Linked DNA regions of Mus musculus: region 1 is linked to region 2. The links are chromatin contacts, called in public promoter capture Hi-C maps. All regions are on one chromosome and are shown on one strand. Each heading gives the region's core, a stretch centred on a gene start, on an enhancer-like site or on the middle of the called end of the contact. The rest is flanking DNA. Distances are from core to core; before and after follow the strand shown. Region 1 holds the start of Rassf2 (Ras association (RalGDS/AF-6) domain family member 2). Region 2 holds the start of Slc20a1 (solute carrier family 20, member 1).

The links. Promoter capture Hi-C pulls out the DNA fragments that hold promoters and counts their contacts.
Region 1: a contact with region 2 is called in a promoter capture Hi-C map of the C10 cell line, with 7 times the contacts expected there. The contact joins the promoter of Rassf2 here to the promoter of Slc20a1 in region 2.

The regions. Positions count from the first base shown.
Region 1 is chr2:132,027,734-132,031,988 of GRCm38.p6, forward strand. Rassf2 (Ras association (RalGDS/AF-6) domain family member 2) reads right to left here and starts at 2,255. Exons shown (of 11, transcript NM_175445.4): 1 at 2,018-2,255. Gm31179 (a long non-coding RNA gene) reads left to right here and starts at 2,718. Exons shown (of 3, transcript XR_374996.3): 1 at 2,718-3,318.
Region 2 is chr2:129,195,781-129,200,224 of GRCm38.p6, forward strand. Slc20a1 (solute carrier family 20, member 1) reads left to right here and starts at 2,993. Exons shown (of 11, transcript NM_015747.2): 1 at 2,993-3,212; 2 at 3,669-4,284; 3 at 4,403-4,444. The coding sequence starts at 3,939.

The sequences.
Region 1 (4,255 bases), core at 1,005-3,504, 2.8 Mb after region 2:
CACACAGGGCCAGACAAGAAGCCTTGCTGCGAGGTACCAGGAAAGAAGTCAAAGGGAAACCAGTCAGCCTCTGAGACCCTAACAAGCGGACCCTAACACCTGAGAGAGGAAGTAAACTGAAAACAAGGGATGGCACTTATTGCCCTCCCCCTAAAAGACCACAAAATAGAGAGAAAGCAGGCACCTCCAAAGACAAGACACAGTGAGCTGGAGAGAGGTATGCTGTGGAAGTCAGAGCCTGGAGACATTGCCCTCGAGGAAGGGGTGGGGGGCGGGATGGAAGGTTGCAGAAACCAAGGGTGCAAGAACAGAGCATGCGCTGACCAACATGGCCCTTCCCATGGATGCTGGTGTGGGGATCTTGGATACCCTGGTCTCCTTTTAGCTAGGTTTCTCAAGTCTACCCTCATCATTTGTGCACGAATCCCATGTTTTGTTGTGTTTCTGCAGTACTCTTCTGCTCTTCTATTTGTTAAAGAAAAAATGGGTGTGGCTTCCCATGATCTCCCACCCCCACCCCACCCCGCCCCAAATACTACCAGTCCACACCTCCAAGAGTGGAGTGTGCCAAGTGGCCAGGCAGACTATTTATTCATAGCCCCCTTTGGTACTAAGGCAAGAAACATGCTTCTTTGCAAACAAAGGTCATCTCTCACTCCGCCATCATTTGATGCTCCTCTCTACCTTCCTGAATCCCGCTGGACTGCAGCAGGTCCTAGGAATCAGGCTTTAGTCCGGAGGAGGAACAGCCCATAAGCAACAGCTCAAATGAGCATCGCTCAGGAAAATACCACAGTTAGTCCCCTAGGACAGAAAGGGAGAATGAGAACAAGGGGAGGAAGGGGGGCACTCTTCTCAAATCCAGTATAGCTTAGCCACAGAGGTTTCTTTAACCCCCAGACCACCTGTAGGAAAAGCTTCCACTTAATAAACGTGGATTGAAAGTATGGCAAATCAACCTCAGGTTCCTCATTTACGTGCTCTTCAAAGATATCCCCTGGCTGAATCTGCCGGCTATCTTTTGAGAACCGTGACCCTAATTTTTTTCTTCCCACTGTCCCAGGGCCATTTACCGCAGGGACAGAGCCGGCTCTGACAAATTGTCATTTGTCCACCGCTTCCTCTTACAGGAATCCTCCACTTGCTTACCGTAACCCCTGGCCTCTGCTCTCAGGAAGAATCGTTTCTAATGCCCTGGTTTTCCAGACTCTTGGGACTAAAGCGCGCGCAGCATTGAGAAGCCTCGTGCTGAGCTTGCCACTGAAGCACAGTGGCTATCTGTCCAGTGGCTGTTCCAAATCTGCCCCTGTCGGGACTCCACCATTCTGCTGCCTCCCAGGGCGCACTCGGAGATAAAGCTGGGTGCAGAGTAAGCGCTCTAATACACGAGTGGCCAGGCCGTCTTTTGAAAGCACCTGCCTAGCTCGGTCTCCAGCGACCTCAGGCACAAGCTCCGGAAGGGACAAGAAACCCGGGAGGGGGAAGTGCGCCGAGCACCGCGCGCTCTTAAACTCTGAAACCCAAAGGGAACTGGGTTCGCCGCGGGTTGGAGATGTGGTCCCCGCCCGGGGAGCCAGAGTGCGCACAACAGTCCGACCCTCCCCTAAGCTCTACAGGCCTGCACCTGCTATCTCGCTTCACCTCTCCAGGGAGTTCGGGGACACCCTGCTCTGGGGATGGGGGCAATTTCCTGCCACTGCACTTAGTGTCGACCTCAGAAAAGATCTTAAGGGGTCAGAGCCGCAGCATGAGCTCCAGGCCACAACTTTCTACCCGGGGAAAAGGAGTGGGCTGGGGCGCCCGCCTGCGCTGCTTCTGGGGCAGCCCGCATATCTAAGCCCACCTTGTGGCTTGGGTGGCAAAAGGGGACAGGGAAGAGTCAGGGACCGGACCAGGCTGGCCACGGGCCACTGAGGGAAAACTTTGAGCTGGGTAGAGGGAAAGAGGACCACCAGCACCTTGCGCCCGCATCCTGTGCCAGTACCCGGCTCTTCGAGCCCCGCGCCCTGTGTCTTGCCTGTCTCCCGGACCATCTGCATCCGCTCTCGCCGCAGGGGTTGGAAAGTGGGGGCGCCGCTGCGGGGGTGGGGGTGCTCCAGCGTGCTTGGCCAGTGATCCGCGGGACCCGCTCGCTTGGGCCGGCCTGGGCGGCGACAGTGCGGTTGAGGGCGGGCGCCCCGCCCACCTGGCCCCTCCGCCCCGCCTCCCCGAGCTCTGCCTTTATCTGCCGATCCTTGACCAACCCACCCGCCACCCTGCAGTTCTCTCCCCACCCCTCTTCTCTTGCCTTTCTTTCCCTTCTCCCCCTCCCTCCCCTCTAGGGGGCGGAGCTTCTCCCCTCCCTTCAAGACAGACAATGCTGTGGCTTCGCGTCGCCTCCTCCCTTCATCTCTACCCCCCCCCTCCCCGCGTACCCCCACCCCACCTCGCGCGGGCTGCCAGCGTTTCTTCTCAGCAGGCCAGAGTGCATGAGGAGGAGGAGGCGGAGAGCGTGGGTGGAGGGAATAAGGTGCTGCCTCTCACCCCATCGCGCCTGCCCTCTCCAAGCCACGCCGAGATTTAGCCCAAGCTCTTCAGTTCGCCTGGCTCTGTGACAGTCACTCCCAGGGAGCAGCCCGCCTAGAGAATGCAGATTTCCTAGCAGAGGATGTGCAGTTGGTGGAGTTGGGTGGTGGTTCTTTCTAACACCCGGGTTTGTTCCCAAAAGGGTTTGAGTTGCCAAAGGGCTAAGTGGGCCCCTTCGACTCGGCAGGCCGGCAGACGTGACGGCAATGTGAAGGAAGTCAAGTTTCTTTGTCCATTCCTCACCTCCTCCTCCTCTCCATCCTTAGACCTCCGAGGAACTCTAGTGTATAGGAGGGAGCACCCAGCTACGGATTCTATACCCTCTAACCATAATTCTTCGTTTACATATGCCCGACCTTGCAGTTGGTCCCCAAACCAAAGGGGAAGGGAATCTAACGGTTAAAGAAAGGGCAGCCAAGCCTCCAAAGTGCATCCCATCTGCCTGGAAGCCAGATATTCTCTTTTAAACTCATTGTTTGGATCTTGGAATGTGTCTCCCATAGAAACAATGTTATAAACGGCTATCCGTTCCCAGACCAGCCAGCCTCAAATGTGCGGAGGCCAAAGCGCAGCTGCGGGGTGGTGCTGGAAATGTCCCACAACACTGAACAAGAAGGCTACTGATCGGCTTTTTCTACTGTGAAAGGGGAGGGGGGTGTTAGGGAGATAAATGCATCTAGTTCTTTCCCCTTGAGCTATAAACACAAACCGGGTCCATTAATTTCTTTCACTGGAGCCATTACTGTGTTTCAGGTAAGCTGCTTTCCTTCGCAGCCTTTCTCAAGCTAGATTTGCAGGGTGAGCTGAGGAACTCTCCAGGAAACCTTCTCCAAGGGAATCTTTCTTCTCTTCTAACCTGGCCTTCCGTGACCTCAGAAACAGGACAAAGGGCAGCCATGACTCCTAACAGCAGGGCTCTGGTTTTGCTATTGAAGAAGTCTGTGAGATGCTGCTAGAATTCTTCAGTTCTAGCCCAGCCTCTCAGGAGAGCCGCTCCCTGGCTCCCCTGGCTCGCGTTGAGTCAAATGGTCATCTTATAACCAATCATCTGGCTTCCTGCCAATGAGGGTACACTCCTAATGCCCGAAATACTGGTCCTTGACCCTGTTAAATCCAAACCGGGCAAGGCCTGATGACGTGCACACATAATTGCTCAGGAGGCTGAGACAAGAAGAGTGTGAATTTGAGACTATTCCGTGCACATAGTGAGACCTTTAAAAAGCACCTCCGTGAATACAGTGAGTGGTAATCTGAGTCACTGGAAAACACCGTTCTAATGGTCTGTTTCCTCATATCGAGGCTGTGGGAGAGGAGAGTGGTCCTTCATCTTTTCAGAGAAGACAAAGATGATGCATCTGGGCTGGAGATGCTGTTTCTCAATAGGAAACACACATTGAATTTTCTTTTTTTCTTTTCTTTTCTTTTTTCTTTTCTTTTCTTTTTTTTTTTTTCTTTCGAATACTGTATAGTCCTAGCTGTCCTAGAACTCACTCTGTAGACCAGGCTGGCCTTGAACTCAGAAATCTGCCTGCCTCTGCCTCTCAAGTGCTGGAATCAAAGGTGTGTGCCACCACTGCCCAGGAGAAACACACTTTGAATTTTACCTTTCAACACTGCAGACTTCCACATGCAGACTGCACAGGAAGGTCTACTGTCTTACGAGAGCAGCGAAGGAGCTCCGTCTAAAAGA
Region 2 (4,444 bases), core at 1,743-4,242:
TTTTATTTGATGTGTATGCCTGTTATATCTGTGCGCCATGTGCATACCTAGTACATGCAGAGGTCAAAAGAGGGTGTTAGATCCCCTGGAACTGGAGTTATAGACAACTGCGAGCCATCATGTGGGTGCTGGGAATCAACCCGGGGCCTCTGTAAGAACAAGTACACCTGAGCCATCTCTTCAGCCCCTTACTCTTGTATAGTCCAGGGACCCAAAACCAGGCATGCTGGCTAATTTTATGTCAATTTGACACAGTGCAGAATCATCTGAGAGGAGGGAACCCCAACTGAGAAAATAAATTTTTTAAAGATTTATTTATTTATTTTATGTACAGGAGTACACTTCGCTGTCTTCAGACACACCAGAAGAGGGCATCGGGTCCCATTACAGATGGTTGTGAGCCACTATGTGTTTGCTGGGAATTGAACTCAGCACCTCTGGAAGAGCAGTCAGTGCTCTTAACCGCTGAGCCATCTCTGTAGGCCAAAAAGAATTTTCTTAATTAGGGATTGATGGGGGAGGGCCCAGCCCATTGTGTGTGGAGACATCACTGGGCTGGTGGTCTGGGTTCTATAAGACAACTGGCTGAGTAAGCCAGTAAACAGCAGACCTCCATGACCTCTGCATCAGCTCCTGCTTCCAGGTTCCTGTCCTTGTTTGAGTTCCTCTCCTGACTTCCTTAAATGATGAAAAACAACATGGAAGTATAAGCCAAATAAGGCCTTTCCTCCCCAGCTTCCTTTTTGGTCATGGTGTTTCACCATAGCAAAGAAACCCTAACTATGATACCAGGAAAAGGTGCCACATACTTTCAGACTTCAGCGTTCCACACTGAGACAGTCCACTACAGACCTGCTCACAGGCCGACCTATCTAGACAAGCCTTCACCAAGACTCTCTTCCTAGGTGATTCTAGAGTGGGTCAAGTTGAATATTAAAACTGGTAACCAAGTATAGAAGTGCATGAATTTAATCCCAGCACTTGGGAGGCAGAGGCAGGGGGATCTCTGTGATTTCGAGGCTAGCCTGATTTACACAGTAAGTTCCCGGACAACCAGACAGCTACACAGTGACACCCTATCTCAAAAAACAAAAACAAAAACAAAAGACAAACAAAAAACAAGACAATCTAAAACCATCTGACCAACCATCACATCCCCCCTCCTTGATTTCAAGACAGTAAGGACTCTCTAGAGACAGAGAAATCTGTCTCTGCCTGAAAATACATGGATACTAAAGTAGCATAAAGCCAAGTCTCAAAATACTATACTCTCCCTGAACCACAGTGATGCCTTCACATCTGGCAAACCTGGCTCTGGATTCTGCTCTTGTACCTGGATGGGCCTTATTCACCATGGCTGCTCACCTTGGTTGTCTCAATTTCAAGAGGCAAAAGCATGGTCATCAACAGACTGAAGCAAAGCACATCCAAACAGTGGGCAAAGTCATGAGCAATTTCCTCACAAATAATTACTTCAAAAATTGTTTTAATTGGCAGGACACTAACAACCTTTTAACAAACCAGTCCTTTTATTCAATGTTTTATGACCTTGGAAAGAAGTAAGGGCAAAGAGTGTTGCATTTGAAGATGCCAGAATTACACACTGGGGTCAGTGTCCTGGAACATGAAGGTTGTTTTCCAGCCATGACCTTGAGGTCAATAGACCTGTATAACCTATACGAGATTCTGAGTCTACCAAATTATAGGTCACAGGACACTCCTGTGAAGTTATAATTTACAACATGTTTGTTTCTGCTATTCGTTGCCCTACCTTTGGAGAGCAGAGAGCGTTTTAGAGCGTTCTAAACCGGGTATTTCTGGCTGGAATTCTTAAGTTTCTTTATAACCCACATAACTTAAATCTCCCAAGGAGTGGTGACTAGTTAGTTCTGAGCTTAGGCAATAAAACGAACTAATCCATTGTCAGAACTACAACCTTATACCATGTAGGGGACCAGGAAGCAATCTTTATTTCAAAAGGGGATGGGAAAACTTTCAGGATGAGGACATCCTCTGTAACCTTTTCCTATATTCTAAAACAGGCACATTCAAAAAAAAAAGTAACGAGGAAATGAAGGTTCATTTCCTGAACATCTATTGAGTTCCAGTCACATGCTTATATCTTAGCTAATATGATTCTCCTTACTGGGTAAGAACTTGTAACCAGAATACCTGAATTAGTACTGCCTGTCGCCACTAGCCCCGATGAGCTGACAGGAAATGCATCTTTGTTGTGCTTTACACACAATTCCAACCCGTCCTCCAGTCTCTCTCACTCTGCTATTATTTCTCGTTCCAGAGCACTCGGCTTGAGGAGACCTAGGGTTTGTTCAAGGTGACACACTGCAGCAAATATGAGTTAAGAATTCGAATCCAAAGTAACATCCTCCCCGCTGCGCCATAGCCGGGGCTCCTAAAACGGAGGTCCGGCGCCGGGAAACTAATGACCCATGGCTCTCCCTCAGCGCAGTGCCACAGCTGGGAACGCAAGCCTATCCTCGTGACTCCCGAATCTTTCCGTTTTCACACAAGTGCGTGACTGCGGGAGCGAGGTGGCCACGTGAGATCCCTCCACCCTCTCCGGGCGAGGTACAGATCGGGTCCGGCCAAGGGCAAGTCTCAGCACACCCGCTCTTCCGCGTCGCCACCGAGCTGACCCGGGCCCGCGTGGGAGAAACTCGGAACGACCTTGGTGGCGGCCTCAGTCCCCGCGTGTCTGGGCGAGACTCCCCCACAGTCCCCGCCCGCAGCCACCCGGCGTGGCCAGCGCAGACAGGATAACCCGGGCGAGGCTGCAGGGAGGCGGCCAGCCAGTCCCACGTGGACCAGCTCCTCGTTGGGGGCGGGGCCCCGGGGACGTCCAGGCCAATCAGCGCCGCTGCCCAGCTCACCCGGCTAGGCGCGCCCGACCAGCCTGTGGTTGCGTCACATCGGAGGCGGGACCTCGGGCGGGCGCGAGGCTCGGCAGGTCACGTGGGGCGCAGAACCGGCTATAAATAGGAGCCGGCGGCATGCTCTCTATATGATGGCCGCCGGCGCGCGTTGCGTGTTTTCACCTCTCGCCTGCTGAGGCGCCCGCGGCTGCTTCACGAGTGGGTAGAGAGTCCCTCCGTGCTGTGCCCGGTGTTGCCGTCCTGGGTTGTGCGACCGTGGCTCGAGCCTGCCTCAGTCTCGTTCTTCTGGTCTCTCTGTTCGGCCCTCAGTTTCCTTTGGTGAGTGGCGGCGCGGCACCGGTGGTGCAAAGGTCCTTTCTTCTCTGGAGTGGGCTCGGGTGTGGGGAGCTGGCTGGCGGGGGTGGGATGCAGGCTGCAGGACCCCGCTACGCTGCTGTCCTCCTCCCGCCTCCCCACGCACGCCGCGCCCTTCCGCGGGCCTTTTCGGCGGTCCTCGGCAGGCGCGCGCGGGAATGGTCTTTTTTCCGATCATCCACGGAGGGCGCGCGCGGGCAAGCGGCCGGAGACTGAACAGAACTCGTGGGGCGGGGCGGGGCGGGACGGGGTGGGGGGTGGGGGAGCACAGAGATCGCCCTGTGCCCCACCTTGCACAGCGTTTGGGGGACTGAAGACATAAGTGACGGGCGGGGGGGGGGGGGACTATGCGGAGTCCCAGGCTGCCCTCTTCCCAGAGATGCGCCGCTATTGTTATTTTCTTCCACTTCGTCCCCCCAGGATGAACTTGCGTCCTTTCTCTAATCCGCCATGGAATTCTGCTCCGTGCTTTTAGCCCTCCAGAGCCAAAGAAACCCCAGACAACAGACGCCCAGACGCAGCAGCGTATAGCAGTAACTCCCCAGCTCGGTTTCCGTGCCGTAGTTTACAGTATTTAATTTTATATAATATATACTATTTATTATAGCATTTTGATACCTCATTCCGTTTACACATCTCAAAAGCCGCTTAGTAATTCTCTTATTATTTAAAGAACCACTACACTAGAGAATGGAATCTACTGTGGCAACGATTACTAGTACCCTAGCTGCTGTTACTGCTTCCGCTCCACCGAAGTATGACAATCTATGGATGCTCATCCTGGGCTTCATCATTGCATTTGTCTTGGCATTCTCCGTGGGAGCCAATGATGTAGCAAATTCGTTCGGTACAGCTGTAGGCTCAGGTGTAGTGACCCTGAAGCAAGCCTGCATCTTAGCTAGCATCTTCGAAACTGTGGGCTCCGCCTTGCTGGGGGCCAAAGTGAGCGAAACCATCCGGAACGGCTTGATAGATGTGGAGCTGTACAACGAAACTCAAGATCTGCTCATGGCTGGCTCCGTCAGTGCTATGTTTGGTAAGTTGTAGTTATACCTTATGTTCGCTCCAGTCTTGAACCTTCTCTCCGCAAGGACGCACTGCTTATGTAACAGTTTTGCCATCTACCTGACAAAATCTGATTAATTCTGTTTCAGGTTCTGCTGTGTGGCAGCTCGTGGCTTCGTTTTTGAAGCTTC